Linked DNA regions of Mus musculus: all the other regions are linked to region 5. The links are chromatin contacts, called in public Micro-C and promoter capture Hi-C maps. All regions are on one chromosome and are shown on one strand. The core of a region is the stretch at or near the end of the contact, and the rest is flanking DNA. Distances in the headings are between cores, read along the strand shown. Region 1 has its middle 32 kb from the start of Ceacam10. Region 2 holds the start of Zfp235 (zinc finger protein 235). Region 3 holds the start of Zfp112 (zinc finger protein 112). Region 4 holds the start of Zfp180 (zinc finger protein 180). Region 5 holds the start of Plaur (plasminogen activator, urokinase receptor).

Evidence for each region. Promoter capture Hi-C pulls out the DNA fragments that hold promoters and counts their contacts. Hi-C and Micro-C count contacts between places; a contact is called where the count stands out from the background. Capture Hi-C pulls out chosen DNA fragments and counts their contacts.
Region 1: a promoter capture Hi-C map of embryonic stem cells shows a contact between it and region 5. The contact joins the enhancer-like site here to the promoter of Plaur in region 5. A contact is called at or near these places in 5 of 39 promoter capture datasets (the HPC-7 cell line, cranial neural crest, embryonic stem cells and 2 more), 2 of 484 Hi-C or Micro-C datasets (B cells and pro-B cells), 1 of 115 datasets of contacts at active chromatin or transcription factors (pancreatic cancer cells) and 1 of 9 other capture datasets (adipose tissue).
Region 2: a promoter capture Hi-C map of hematopoietic stem and progenitor cells shows a contact between it and region 5. The contact joins the promoter of Zfp235 here to the promoter of Plaur in region 5. A contact is called at or near these places in 9 of 39 promoter capture datasets (the C10 cell line, embryonic stem cells, hematopoietic stem and progenitor cells and 4 more).
Region 3: a promoter capture Hi-C map of adipose tissue shows a contact between it and region 5. The contact joins the promoter of Zfp112 here to the promoter of Plaur in region 5. A contact is called at or near these places in 3 of 39 promoter capture datasets (embryonic stem cells, liver and stem cell-derived epiblast-like cells) and 1 of 9 other capture datasets (adipose tissue).
Region 4: a contact with region 5 is called in a Micro-C map of embryonic stem cells, with 2.5 times the contacts expected there. The contact joins the promoter of Zfp180 here to the promoter of Plaur in region 5. A contact is called at or near these places in 1 of 39 promoter capture datasets (liver) and 1 of 484 Hi-C or Micro-C datasets (embryonic stem cells).

The regions. Positions count from the first base shown.
Region 1 is chr7:24,807,990-24,810,689 of GRCm38.p6, forward strand. No RefSeq gene overlaps it. Among named protein-coding and RNA genes, the nearest start is that of Ceacam10, 32 kb to the left of the region's middle. Within about 2 kb of position 1,307, at least 11 of the 459 cell types and tissues checked have an H3K27ac peak or open chromatin away from gene starts, as enhancers often do. A contact at or near this core is called in embryonic stem cells, where this site is marked.
Region 2 is chr7:24,130,954-24,133,653 of GRCm38.p6, forward strand. Zfp235 (zinc finger protein 235) reads left to right here and starts at 1,419. Exons shown (of 5, transcript NM_019941.3): 1 at 1,419-2,270.
Region 3 is chr7:24,111,010-24,113,709 of GRCm38.p6, forward strand. It overlaps Zfp112 (zinc finger protein 112), which reads left to right and starts at 1,311. Exons shown (of 5, transcript NM_021307.2): 1 at 1,311-1,427.
Region 4 is chr7:24,080,566-24,083,265 of GRCm38.p6, forward strand. Zfp180 (zinc finger protein 180) reads left to right here and starts at 1,332. Exons shown (of 5, transcript NM_001045486.2): 1 at 1,332-1,673.
Region 5 is chr7:24,461,046-24,463,745 of GRCm38.p6, forward strand. Plaur (plasminogen activator, urokinase receptor) reads left to right here and starts at 1,438. Exons shown (of 7, transcript NM_011113.4): 1 at 1,438-1,522. The coding sequence starts at 1,465.

The sequences.
Region 1 (2,700 bases), core at 57-2,556, 350 kb after region 5:
GCCTTGTTAAACTCAGGTCAGTTTTCCCAGGTTCCATCTCTCCAGGAAAATCTCTCAGACCTTCTCGGTCTGGCAGAAAAAGGCTGAGTCTGCTGTGTGTAGTAGCTGAATATTTAATGCTATCCTGTATGGCAGCCAAGACCAACCACTGTCCCCAGTGAAGCTACCGTGACCATGTGAGCCATTTTAATTGATACATAGGCCGTTTGGAATATACTTCCTGCTATAATTTACACTTCTCATATACCTGATGGCATTGAGGACTAGGAAAACAGTAGCTTTGCTAACAGCATCAAGCAACCAGCGCCATCCTCAAGCCTGAAGCTGCCTTCTCTACTCACTGTTTCTAGAGCTGAGATCTCCTGCTGAGAAAGCCAGACAGTTTACCTCGCCAGCTGGCTTTGAGCTGATGAAGTCAAATTCTTCAAACTAGTTTCAGTGTAACCTTGTACTGCTCCTCAATTTAAAGAAACTCCCCTTGCCATGGCTGCTCATAGCAATCAACCACTTGTGTCTCATGGTACTGGGATGAAAGGGGGTGGGGTTAAAATTTTTGTAAGTTCTAAGTGTCTAAGCAAGTGTTCTAAGGCGTATAAATGCTAGCTGCAAAAGTTTGAGGATGTGAAATCTTAAGTTGTGATGTGTAAATGCAAGTTATAAGAGAGTGGATTAAGGCGTACGACTTTGACTGCTCCCAGTTTTAATACTCATCAATGGAGTTCTGATAAACTACTAGTCTAGCCCAGTAAAGTACTCACTATACCATTGTAAGGGTCCACAATTCACCAAAGAATGATAGCCCAGACTCAAATAGTATATAAACGCAAAAAGTGTTTTATTCTGCAGAAGTCCAGCATGCTGGATTCTACCATCTATCTACAAAGATGGAGAGACACCCCCACCACCACCAAAGTGAGCTGACAGGCCCTATTTATATCACATTAGGGGAATTCTGGGGAGGGATAGGTGACCTCTACTTTAATCTTGGCTCTATCTCTAGGGACTTTTCCAGAACCAATGCTAGCCTGCACCTCCCTAGCCCCAGATGGTCCTACAGAAGCCGAGCAGCTAGTGAAACAGATCTCTCCCAGCCCCCAGGCCTCTCTCCCCATTCTTTGGTCATCATACCAGCCTTCCTGCTCCCCCCACCCACCCCTCACCAATGCAGTAGGTTCAGCAGGAAGTAGTTATAGAACAGGCCTTGCCTCCTCTTTATCATCAACAAAAGCCTGGATGTTAGATCTCAAACTCAGAACAATGACTTCCTGGGGTGCCTTTTTAACACATCAAAGCAGACACTGGTGCCAGTCTAGCTCAGCCAATATCTGTTACAGTCTTGGCTCCCTCAGTGCTTCAGACCCTACACCCTACCCTCAACCTCTCCCAGCTTCTTTTCCCTCTACAACCCAGCCATTTGGCTATGTGGCCTCTTAGTCTCCTGGGTCGCTCCTGGCCTCTGGCCTCTTGGTTCCTCTCTTTCCCTCTCTCGCTCTCCCCCTCAGTCTGCTGGCCCAGCTCGGTTCTGTATGGACACTTCCAGACACCTCTGGCTGCGTTTTCCCTCATATCTACAGTAAACTTCCTGACCCATACTCAGGAGCAGTCCTGTCTTCATTTTTTTCATTCATGCATTACTGCCTGTTATGAAATATAATGCGGGGAGGGGGCCATGGCAGGCCCATGCCTAGGTGTCCCCTGAGAATCACCCCATACAACAGATCTAGTATAAGGGCGGTTATTTGAGGGAACAGAGGACATGTAGACAGTGTGTGATCGCCATGATGGCTGAGAAAGAGGGGAAGACAGAGGACAAAGAATCCTCAAGCCTTTTCTTGGGGAAATGGCTGACAGGCATCGAATTGCACAATATCTAGGATGCAGTACTTCAAGTTACTCAGAGTCTGCACACAGCAGAGAGACAGCACACCCCCTCAGATCCCCGCTGCTCCAGAACAGCATGGAAGGGTTCTACATGCTATGAACCATAAATAAAAGTCTTAGGGGTTAGTTTCATTGTTATGTTTCTTGAGGCAGGGTCTCTCACTATGTAGCCTCGATTAGCCTGGAATTCACTACATAGACCAGGCTGGCCTCAAACTCACAGAGAGCTGCTTGCCTTGGCCTCCCATGTTCTGGAATGCACCACCATGCTCACTAAGGCCAATTACGTCTCTGTGAATGGTTCTCTGTGATCTCTGGGTGTTGAGTTGTTAATTCTATGAAACATGTAAGGACTGTCGTACCTGGATGGCACCCACCTCCCTTGTGTTGTGTCCCCACATTGGGGTTTGAGTTTTATCAAAGTAGTGTGGGGAGTGGATTGTAAGGATACTGGATAATGGTGGAAGGAACCCGAACAAGCTGAGTTTATCAATATGGGCCAGTGAGTGGAGATTCAAGCTTTAATATGGTTAAAGTTTTAAAAAACCAAAATACCAATTTTTAAAAGTGTCCAAATTTTGACTAGCTAGCTGAAGCACTTGTCTGAAAAAGAGCTGGAGATGCCTGGTATCCCTTGATTTGATGTTGAGGGGATTTTAAGGCTGGGGGGAATTGCAGTGCTAAAGTGGGTCCACTTTATAAGCCTCCACAGTGGAAATGCCGGAAGTCACTAGTTCTGTGAGATCTAAGATGGCGAGCAGCACCAGCTCAGATGAAGAGCTCTGCTGCTCTTTCCCCTCTGCAGACCTCGGGGTGAGA
Region 2 (2,700 bases), core at 169-2,668, 330 kb before region 5:
TATGTCATTTACTTTATTTATGTATTTATTTATTAATTTGTGTTTGCATGCCTCTGTGTGTGTGTGTGTGTGTGTGTGTGTGTGTGAGTGTGTGTGTGTGTACACCAGTGTGCTGCAGCACCTGTGGTAGAGGCAGATGTAAATTACAGAAAGTCAGCTCTCTCCTTCCACTGTGTGTGTTTCAAGGATTGAACTCAGGTCCCCGGGCCTGTACCTGCCAAGGCATTTGCAGGCCACGGGCAGGGTCTCTTGTTTCTGCCACACTAAGAGGTCAGGCTAGCTGGTATGGAGTCTTCTTGCCGGCTTCAATATGGCACTTTGCTTTTATTGTGAGAATCAATAAATGGTTTTCTTTTTTTGTTGTATCTGTAGGTTGTATGGGTGGTGAATATCCAAGGACACAGCATTGGCTATGAGTTAAATCCAGTGTTTCTCAAACCTAGCTTCTGGTGCACTCAAGAAAACAGCTTTTCCAGTTTTACTTACCCTTTGCTTCCAATTAGTGTGTGTGTGTGTGTGTGTGTGTGTGTGTGTGTGTGTGTGTGTGTGCATGTTTGGAAGAAGAAGAGTAATTATGGCACAAATACAGGAGTCACATACGTCAGGTGTCAGTACTACCACTGAGCCAGGCTCCCAGCCCTTCACTGGGGGATTCTAGGCAGGTTGTGGTTTGACTGAGAATGCCCCCATAGCTCATATATTTGAATGCTTAGTCTTCAGGGAGTGGAACTCCTTGAAAGGATTTAAAAGGTGAGCAGGCGTGGCCTTCTTGGAAAAAGTCTATCACTGGGTATGAGCATCAAGATTTTAAAAGCACATGTGAGTCCATTTCTCTTTCTCTGCCTCTCTGCATATGGATCAGGATCTAAGTCTCAGCTACTTCTTCAGCATCATGCCTGCCTGCTGCCATGTTCCTGCTCTGATAAAGGACTAAACCTCTGAAAGTGTAAGCCAGCCCCCAGTTAAATGCTTCCTTTGGTAAGAGTTGCTTGGACTTGTGGTATCTCTTCAAAGCAATAGAACAGTGACCAAGACAGGAGTTGGTACCAGGGACTGGAGTATTGCTGTGACAAGCCTGACCATGCTGTTTGTTGAAGGAATATGGAAGACTTTAGGACTTTCCACTACAAAATTATTAAGTGCTTTTTGATTAGTAGAGCTTAGTGGGTCATCCTAGGAGGAGAATGCAAGACAAGGGCAATTTGAGCTGGGGGTGGGGGGCAGCTCAAGAAGTTTCAGAGGCAAACAGTACATGGCCTAAACCATTCTAGTCATATACTGAGGAAAAAAAGTGGGTGATTTTTGTCCTCATCCTAAAAATCTGCCTGAAGCTAAGTTGATGAGTTTTGTATTACTGGCATAAGCAGGGGAGATTTCCAGACAGCCTTGTGTTGACTGTGTCTTGTGGTTATTAGCAGTCGCTCTCATGGAGATCCAGCATGAGGAGGAGCAAGCCAGACAGAAAGAACTATGCAGTGTGGAGTGTGAGGAGAAAAGAAGCACCGTGAAGGCTTAAGGAAAAGCCTGATTCTGAATGCTATAAAGGGAGTGCTGACCTCAGGGCAACACCCCACCCAGCGAAGCCTCCAGCCTGTGAGAAGGAAGAGGAAAAGCTTCAGCATGAGGGAGGCCATCAGTTCCAGCTTCAGCATGAGGGAGGCCATCAGTTCCAGCTTCAGCATGAGGGAGGCCATCAGTACAGCTTCAGCATGAGGGAGGCCATCAGTTCCAGCTTCAGCACGAGGAAGGCCATCAGTTCCAGAAAGATAGTGGACATAGAATCGGATGGGGCCAAGGTCCAGACCATCGAGCAGCAGAACATGCCAGCTTTGGCCACTTGGTTCTGGCTTTAGAGTCAAGGATACAAGAAACACTTGGTTCTGGCTTTAGAGTCAAGGATACAAGAAAAGGGTTCTTGAGCCTCCCTTAGTAATGAAGGAAATGCCCTGAAGGCAGTTGTAGTATAGGAGAGTTCCTGCATAGTGGCCAAGAGAGGGCATTGAGTGAAGCTGTGAACCTGGATTATGTCGGAGACCACAAGATGTTGAAGATGCCAGAACTATGGGATCCCAGCTGCAGAGAGCTGCAGACTGAGGTGAAACCAGCCTGAGAGAGACAAGTGTGTTACAGCCAACATAGCCGAAAGAGTAAAGCATCTGAAGAGTGCTTTGACATCAGCATGGAGATGCAGAGTTTGGCCTCCACCTTTGGTTTTTAGTCTTGCTATGGTCCAGTGTTTCCTCACTATACTGCCTTCCCATTAAGAAATGGTAAAGTATATTTTATGCCATAACACATTGGATTATGTGGTCTGCTTTTTGATTTTGATTTTACAGGGAATTACAATGAAGAGATTGTCATGAGTATCATAAAAGTTTGACATTTAGATTTTTAAAAAATATTGGGATTGCAATAGATGGTGGGGACTTTTGAAGTTGGGCTGAACGCATTTGGCATTATGATATGGGCAAAGGCTTATCGAGACAGGTAGCAGAGTGTGATGGTTTGACTAACAGTGGCCCCCATACATCTATGTATTTGAATGATTGGAAATAGCAGGGAGCCATGCTTTCTGCCATGTTAATGGACTAAGCCTCTGAAACAAGCTTTGATCATGGTGTCTCTTCATAGCAGTAGAATAGTGACCCAGACACCCTGTGCTCTACCATCACTCCCACAGCCTGTGACTGGAGGATTCTA
Region 3 (2,700 bases), core at 61-2,560, 350 kb before region 5:
AGGACCCGGCACCCACGTCAGTTGGCTAACGGGTTTGTAAAGTCAAGTTATGGGGGAGGGAGGTGGGAAACAGACGTCCTCTTCTAGTTTTCTTGGGCACTACACGCAATGGTGCATATACATGTGCCCAAGCACACATGTGCACACACGCACACATACATTAAATATTTAAAATTATTAATTCAGTTCCTTTGTACTTGATTTACCTTTTTCTGCATTCCTGCTTCCATGCTTTTTATAGAATTGCTTCTTGAACTGGGTGGGGATTAGTTACGTTGAGTTTGTCCTAGTGTCACGTTTGAAAAGCTTTTCTTTTCCAAGATTTTTATAAAGACAGTGGAGGTTGGAGAGCTGAAGGTGAATAGTGATAATCAGCAGAATTAAATAAGGGGAATCCCATCCCATAATCAGCCTCCAAACCCTGACACCATTGCATAAACTAGCAAGATTTTGCTGAAAGGACCCTAATATAGCTGTCTCTTGTGAGACTATGCCGGGGCCTAGCAAACACAGAAGTGGATGCTCACAATCAGCTATTGGATGGATCACAGGGCTCCCAATGGAGGAGCTAGAGAAAGTAGCCAAGGAGCTAAAGGGATCTGCAACCCTATAGGTGGAACAACATTATGAACTACCCAGTACCCCGGAGCTCTTGACTCTAGCTGCATATGTATCAAAAGATGGCCTAGTCGGCCATCACTGGAAAGAGAGGCCCATTGGACATGCAAACTTTATATGCCCCAGTACAGGGGAACTCCAGGGCCAAAAAGGGGGAGTGGGTGAGTAGGGGAGTGGGGGGAGGGGGACTTTTGGGATAGCATTGGAAATGTAAATGAGGAAAATGCCTAATAAAAAATATAAAAAATAATAATAATAATAATAAGGGGAATCCCTAAACTCAGGACTATGCAAATGATCTGGAAGGGAGGTCCGCTGGGGTTAAGGCAGGCCCTGCAGATCCCGTGAACTGTAGACCCAAGCAGTCCCTGACGTGCTCTGGGGAAAGCGCTGTTTATCCCAATCTTCCACAGAAAGCAGGGAAAGCATCGTGGTTCGAAGATTTTTGGCTTAGGGTATGCCAAGGACTTTCAAAAGTCTGAAGTCCGGTTTCCTTACTCCATGGCACTTCCGCTCGGGGAAGGCAAGGACTCTGAAAATTCTGGGAAATGTAGTTCATGACCCTCCCATCCCCGGGATGATAAGATAACTTCCGCTGCAGGTGGGGGGGGGGGGCTGAGAGGCCATCCTTCCGGTTGGGAAATGTAGTTTGGGAATCCTCAGTGTGCAAGATCCTCTGCAGGAGACTGCAGGAGACTGTTCTCCCCGCAACCTTCGGGAATTCTGGGAAGTGTAGTCCTGGCTGCCTATGCGGGAAGAGTCACTTCCGCCCCAGGTGTGTGAGGCCTTGTTCCGTTCCTTTCAGAAAGGTGAGCCCTCCCCTTTACTGACCCCTCCCGAGTGTGAGCGATCCTTTTCAGGTTGCCCTGGGTGATAGCCACCAGGCTTGTATCCTGGGTAAGGAAGTCTGCCTCGGAAAGGTAGAACGTGAACTTACTTTGGAAGAGCATGCCCGAGTGTGCTGCGATTGCACACACTGACTCAGGCCTGGCCCGGGGCTGTCAGTCACCTGGATGGAGGGTCTCCTGGGCGATGGGCACCCCCAGCCGCCTCCCTAGCTCTGGTCACGATGCCATCTCCCAGCAGTGGAGTTCAGACTCTCCATCTCTGCCTCCATGCTTTCCACCACGCCTTGGTACCTATCCAAGAGTGATCTAGAGTTTCCTGCAAGGCTCAAAACTGCTGACGCGCGGTAGGAAATGGGACATTTACTATCGGTGCTTTCCAATTTCAGAGAAGCTGGACGCTTTAGTGACCCACGGATGGTCTCAGAGCTCCTGCTGTAGGGTCTCTGGACCCAGCCTGTCCCCATTATCAAAGTCCTTAATGACTTGTTTTGTTTTTGTTGAGACAATCGTTCCCAGCTTTGTGTGCAGTGTCCACTGTGCCTTACGGGGGCCGGGAGAGGTGTTAGCTGAAGTCCGGTTTCTCCGAGCAAGTTGTCTTCTTAATCCTTTATATAAAAAGTGCTGCAGGGGAAAGAGGCATCAGAGAACGTGGTAGTGGTGCAGTCGTTTGAATGAGAAATGACCCCGTAGGGTCCAACCTTTGGATGCCAGGTCCACAGTTTAGAGGGCGGGGTGCTGTTTCTGGAGGTTTGGCTGGTGTGGCCTTGCTGGAGAAATACGTCATGGGGCGGGGTCAGCCTCCAAGGTGTTTGCTCGCTATGCTTGAGTTTCAGAAGGGAGCTCTCAGCTTCTTGCTCCTGTTGACAAGTCTGCCACCTGCCATGCTGTCCCTACTATTATGGAACTGAAAGCCAAAATAAACGCTTTCTTCCACACCTTATTCATGGTGTTTGATCACAGCAACAAAAAGTAACTAATACACAGGGGTAGACCTTAGCATCCTTCTGTCAATCTGTCTGTTCTGAGGAGTGAGGCTCTCTTTACTCATTAGCAGATCCACTTATGAAGTTACCCTAATATTTTTTAATTAATTCTGGACGGGATAGAGAAATGCTTGGACATAAAGAATAAGTATGAAATATAAACATTTAAAACTAAATGCTGTACGGGTTCTATCCAAATTAATAAATATAACTCTTAAAAGAGCTTTATTGGATGTGGAGTCATCATTATT
Region 4 (2,700 bases), core at 82-2,581, 380 kb before region 5:
GCTGCCGAGTCCCTCAGAGGGAACTCACTTATGTCAATCCCGGGTTATGGGCATCAGATAAATGAAAAAAGAAAAAGAGGTATGCTTAAACTGTGAGGCCGAGAACAGTCAGAGGCATGGAAGGGTCTAGACTGAACGGAGCCATGAGTGGAGAGTGAGTGTGGGGGGAGAGAGTGAAAGAGGAGAGGGAGTTTCGTGACCAAGAAGGTAAACACATATAGTTAGTATATCAAAAGATATGTTTTATTATGCTGAGGGTCATCACACAAAATTCAAACTCTATGTTTCCAACTATCTCCCCAGTGCTGTTCACCTGGGTGATGTATCTTAGCTGAATGTAAAAGTGTTGGAGGTCCAGAACAGAAGTCTCTGATTCGATCTTCAGGATCCTGGGCGGAGAATCTCTATCCATAGGGCAGATCAAGATGGTGCCTCTCCAAATGTGCAGAGCAAAGCATTGCTCTAGGTCTCTGCGTGTATTACTGTCCAGTGGGGTTCTAAGACTGTATCTGGTTATTATGAGGGAGTGATGTCTCTGAGTTCTGGTTATCAGGTGTAGCCTTGGGTGGAGCAGGAGTCCTAAGCTAATTATTTTTTACATGTCTAAAAGGCATTTTAATATGCTAATTATAGGGAGCAAAAAGAGGAGCCAAAGATGGAGAGATCAAAAGTGTGGGAACCAGGAGACCTCGTAGCCAATATGTATGAGTTTATGTTGAAAGGAAAAGCTGGGGAAAGGAGAGGTTCCGGTTAGGGAGTGGGATGCTGGGAGAGCTAGCCAACATTTACCCGGATATGTTAACAGGCACCTTAGCCATTTGTCCTGGGTTTCTTTGAGACCTAACACTGACAGCTATTAAATAAAAAATCAGTTTTTAAAAGATGGGTGTGATAGTTCATACCTTTAATCCCAGCATTTGAGAAGCAGAGGCAGGTGGTCATCTGTAAATTCCAGGCCAGACAGAGTTATATAGTGTGTGGGGGATTGGAGGTGGGGCGATTAGATTTATTTATTTACGGGGTTCTGGGAATCCAACTCGTATCATCATGATTGGCGGCAAAGCGCCTTTATCTGCTGAGCCATTCTGCCCGCATGATTAGAACTTTTTGAACTGTACAACATGGACATCGCTAGTCTTCCAGACTTGGCAGTGTCAAAGCCAGCTTCAATCTTGGCTTACAAGAGGACTTTCCCATTGGCCACCACCCTGAAAGGACTGGGATGGACTGCGCAGCCTCACTCGAGTTCGAGGCCTCGCCCCTTGGCGCTGAGTTCTGACAGCGGCTGCGTAAGCCGCTGAGAGTTCTGGGAATTGTAGTTCCATTGAGCTGATAACCCCCTACTTCCGGGTTTAGCCGGCAGTGCAGCCATTTGTGTGAGTGTGTGTGTGTGTTTGTATGTGTTTGTGTGTGTGCGTGCGTGCGTGTGAGTGTGTGTGTGTGTATGTGTGTGAAGGCGTCTTCTATGGCTCAGCTTTGTGGCTGGGCTCAGTCTACACGGAGCGACCTGGCGGATGCTGACTCGAAGTGGAAGCCAGACCCCCGCCACTCGAGTCATGCCGGGTGTGCTTCAGGATCGGGGCAGGAAGCGGTGAGCACAGTTTCGTTCTGACGCTGAGTCGTGAGTGGCTCAGACCCGCCCCGGTCCTCACCACGGGCTCACGGACGTCCAGGTTGGTGTTAGATGTGGGACGCTTACAGTGGTCGATGTGCGCATGCGCAGGGTCTAGGCGGGAATCTGGACGCGTTGGTGTCAGTGACTTGGGGTTCCTGTGCCTCAGAATAGGACTCAGGGTCTCGGGAGGCTGTAAAGAGTGCACAGTTGTGCGCATGCGCGGATGGTTGGTTTTGTGTGGTGGGACTGTGGGACCGAGGATGTCCAAAAGGATGGAAAACAGGGCCTAGGCAAAGGGCAGATAATTGAAAGGCCCGAGGGGACACTAAGGTGCCTTGCGTTTTAGACAAAAAAGTTTTAAAAGAGGTATTATCGCCACAGAGAGACATTGTGGCGGGGCCTCTAAGGTGACAGGGTGTGTCACCAACAGCTCCTAATAACTGACTCTGGTGGCCCTAGGTGCATATGCAGAATCAGCTCTGAGGGTAGGGAGAGACCCTGAGGGTAGGTGCAGAGGTGGGTGTGACCTGAGCAGTTTCCTCTGTGTACGTACAAAAGTACCAGGAACTCCCCTCCTCCCCTGCGTATTTAGTGGAGAGCCTTCCAATGCACAGACTCTTTTTCCCAAAGAGAGGAACCATGCCACTGTTTCTGTACTAGATCTAAGCCCACACTGTATTCGTGAGCAAGTGTTGGTGTCGGAATCACCAGCCTACGTTCTGAAGACGTGGTTCTCCTACCTGGGCAGACACTGTTCTTGCAAGCCTGGGGGTGTCCTGTTTGTTGGAGATGTATGTGGCTTCTGTTCCTAGACCAGGCATGACAGCCAAGCAGAGCAGTGGCCGCTGTTTAGCCCAGTGAGCCAGTGGGTTTATTGTTGTTCCCTACGGAAGTATGAGTGAAGGGTTTCTTACAGGAGCAGGATGAGTCAGCTATGGCACTGAAAAGCCCACGGGAGTGATGACTCAGGGAAGCTGCGTCTCTGGAGGTGCCTACAAGACTCCAAAGCAGCTCATCTGGGCAGGGTACCTCCTCCTCAGCCTTCGCTGTTGCATGTATAATCTTAAGGAAGGGTGTGTGTGTGT
Region 5 (2,700 bases), core at 188-2,687:
TTTTATTTTTCACCTTTTACCTTATCTTGACATTAAATCAAGCCAAGCTGGGTGTGTGGCTCAGTGGTGGAGCCCCTGCCTAGCCTCCCCCAGTGAGGGGTTGGGGTGTGGCTCAGTGGTAGAGCCTCTGCCTAGCCTCCCCCAGTGAGGGGCTGGAGGCGTGGCTCAGTGGTAGAGCCCCTGCCTAGAATCCCCCAATGAGGGGCTGGGGGCATGGCTCAGTGGTAGAGCCCCTGCCTAGAATCCCCCAGTGAGGGGCTGGGGGCGTGGCTCAGTGGTAGAGCCCCTGCCTAGAATCCCCCAGGGAGGGGCTGGGGGCGTGGCACAGTGGTAGAGCCTCTGCCTAGCCTCCCCCAGTGAGGGGCTGGGGGCGTGGCTCAGTGGTAGACTCCTTGTCAATCCTGCAGGAGACCTTGGGTTCCGTGTTTCCCAGCTCAGGCTTCAGTGACTCGGTACTCACAGCAGTGACATCACTACTGTACGGGTGCTACTCATTGCTCTCTGCTCTCTCTGGTTCCCACTCATCAGCCACACTGAGCCGCTCTGAGTGATTCTTTGCCCTCAGGGCTTTTGCGATGACTCTTTCCTCTCCCTCAAAGGCTTTCTGTAGGAATCCACTAGACTTCTTGCACACCTTTCCTGGCTGCCCTCCGCATCACCCTCCCAAAGCAATTAAGCCATTTACCTCTCTCCCTACAGTTTGTTCCTCTTTCAACTTGTTTTTCCCCTGGTTTCCGACTGATGGGAGAGATTAGATAACTAATGTATCCTCCCCATCGTAATGGCAGAGGGTGGCGTCCTTGTGTTTCCTGCTGTGTTCCAGTTCCTGGAACAGTGCCCAGTACCCAGGAGGTCCTTGGTCAGGAGCTGAAGGAATTTTGCCCTCTAGTTTGGCAAGTTAGTGTTCCACATGATTTCCCTACATGGAATTGTACCGCCTCGGCCAAGGATGGTAGCGTGCCCATGATCCAGACTCGGGGGAGACTGAGGCAGGAGGTTCCTGAGTTCAAGGCTGGTCTTCATAGCAAGACTCTCTCTGGAGAAACTCAAATAAAACAAACTTTGAAAACATAAACTCTGATTGGTAAGAAATAGCCAAGGCTAGAGAGGATTCTAACCCTTGCTATTTGGTTGTCTTCCTTTCTCCATCATAGTCTCTCTCTCTCTCTCTCTCTCTCTCTCTCTCCCTCATCCCTCCTTCTCCCTCCCTCTCTCCCTCCGTTCCTCCCTCCCTCTTTCCCTCCCTCCTTTTTTGAGACTGCATCTTACTATGTATGGAAGGGGCAGAGTTTCTTGAACTATGGAAGAGGAAGGGCTGGGGGGGGGGGGCGGGGGCGGGGCGGGGGGAGGCGAGGCAACCCCTGGAGCTGACTCACTCTTTAGCAAACAGTGGGAGGAGCCCTAGGGTCACAAAACTGTCTTCTTCCCCTCGGTCAGTCTAGAGCAGAGGTGAAGGAAGAACCCATGGGACTCCCAAGGCGGCTGCTGCTGCTGCTGTTGCTGGCGACTACCTGTGTCCCAGGTAAGAGCTGCGTGGTGGCACCGGGCGTGAGCTAGAGGAGGATGGCCCAGCGCTCCACCCTTCTATCCAGCTATTCTCCGGGTGTGTTCTCAGGCTCCACGTGGCACAGTCAGACTCCCGCAGGCATTCATTTAGTAAACGCTGATCCCTGGTGCACAGTGCCTGGCACACTGGAGGACGCGGAGGAACAGAGAGGTTAAGAAGCTGGTCCAAAGCCTCACAGCTAGGGGTTGAATGATAACTGGACATGTGACCTCACAGCCACTCCCCACAGTGTTTTGGTCTGTGTGGGGATCCCACTTTGGGACAAGACAGGGGCTCAGGGGTCTACATCTCAAAGGTCCACAGAGTTCAGCGGGAGCCCAGGGCCTGTCCCTCGAATACACTTGTCTTTTACTATGTTATGTCCTCAGCCTTCTTCCTCCAGGAAATGCGGGGGAAATGGTGTTGAGAAAGTAGAGGGAAATGGGGAAGGAATTGAGTCAGGGTTTGGCACGGTGAATAACTCGGAAAGCCCTCTCTAGTCCGCGGGAGACCGGAGATGATTAATGGGGTGGGAAAAGATCTCTGGCGGGGCCTGGGTGGTCTGGGAGCTAGAGGGGGGAGGGGTGGGGGTGCAAAGGGGAGGGGCTCTTGTTGAAGAAAGGATATCTGGCACAAAGGGACCGGCTCTAAATTGCAGACCGGATCTCGGGGCTCAGACAGGACAGTTCTTACTGTGAAATCCAACCCCGGGAGGAGGGGACCCTGGAGTGGGGCTGCCACCTGGGGTCAAAACTGGCTGTGTGGTTCAGGACAGTTACTTAGCCTTTCTGTTCCTGGAACTTGTCTGGGAAATGGGGGCCAGACTAAGGCTAGGCTGGTGCAAAAGTTCTGATTAGAAACTGGGCAGTCGGGGGCTGGAGAGATGGCTCAGTGGTTAAGAGCACGGACTGCTTTTCCGAAGGTCCTTAGTTCAAATCCCAGCAACCACATGGTGGGTCACAACCATCTATAATGAGATCTGACGCCCTCTTCTGGTGCATCTGAAGACAGCTACAGTGTACTTACACATAATAATAAATAAATCTTTAAAAAAAAAACGAAAAAAAAAACTGGGCAGTCTGAGGCGGGGGGCTATAACATTGGCGAGACGTGGCCTAGGTGAAGACCTGCAGGAGGGACTTCGGTCCTGGGGT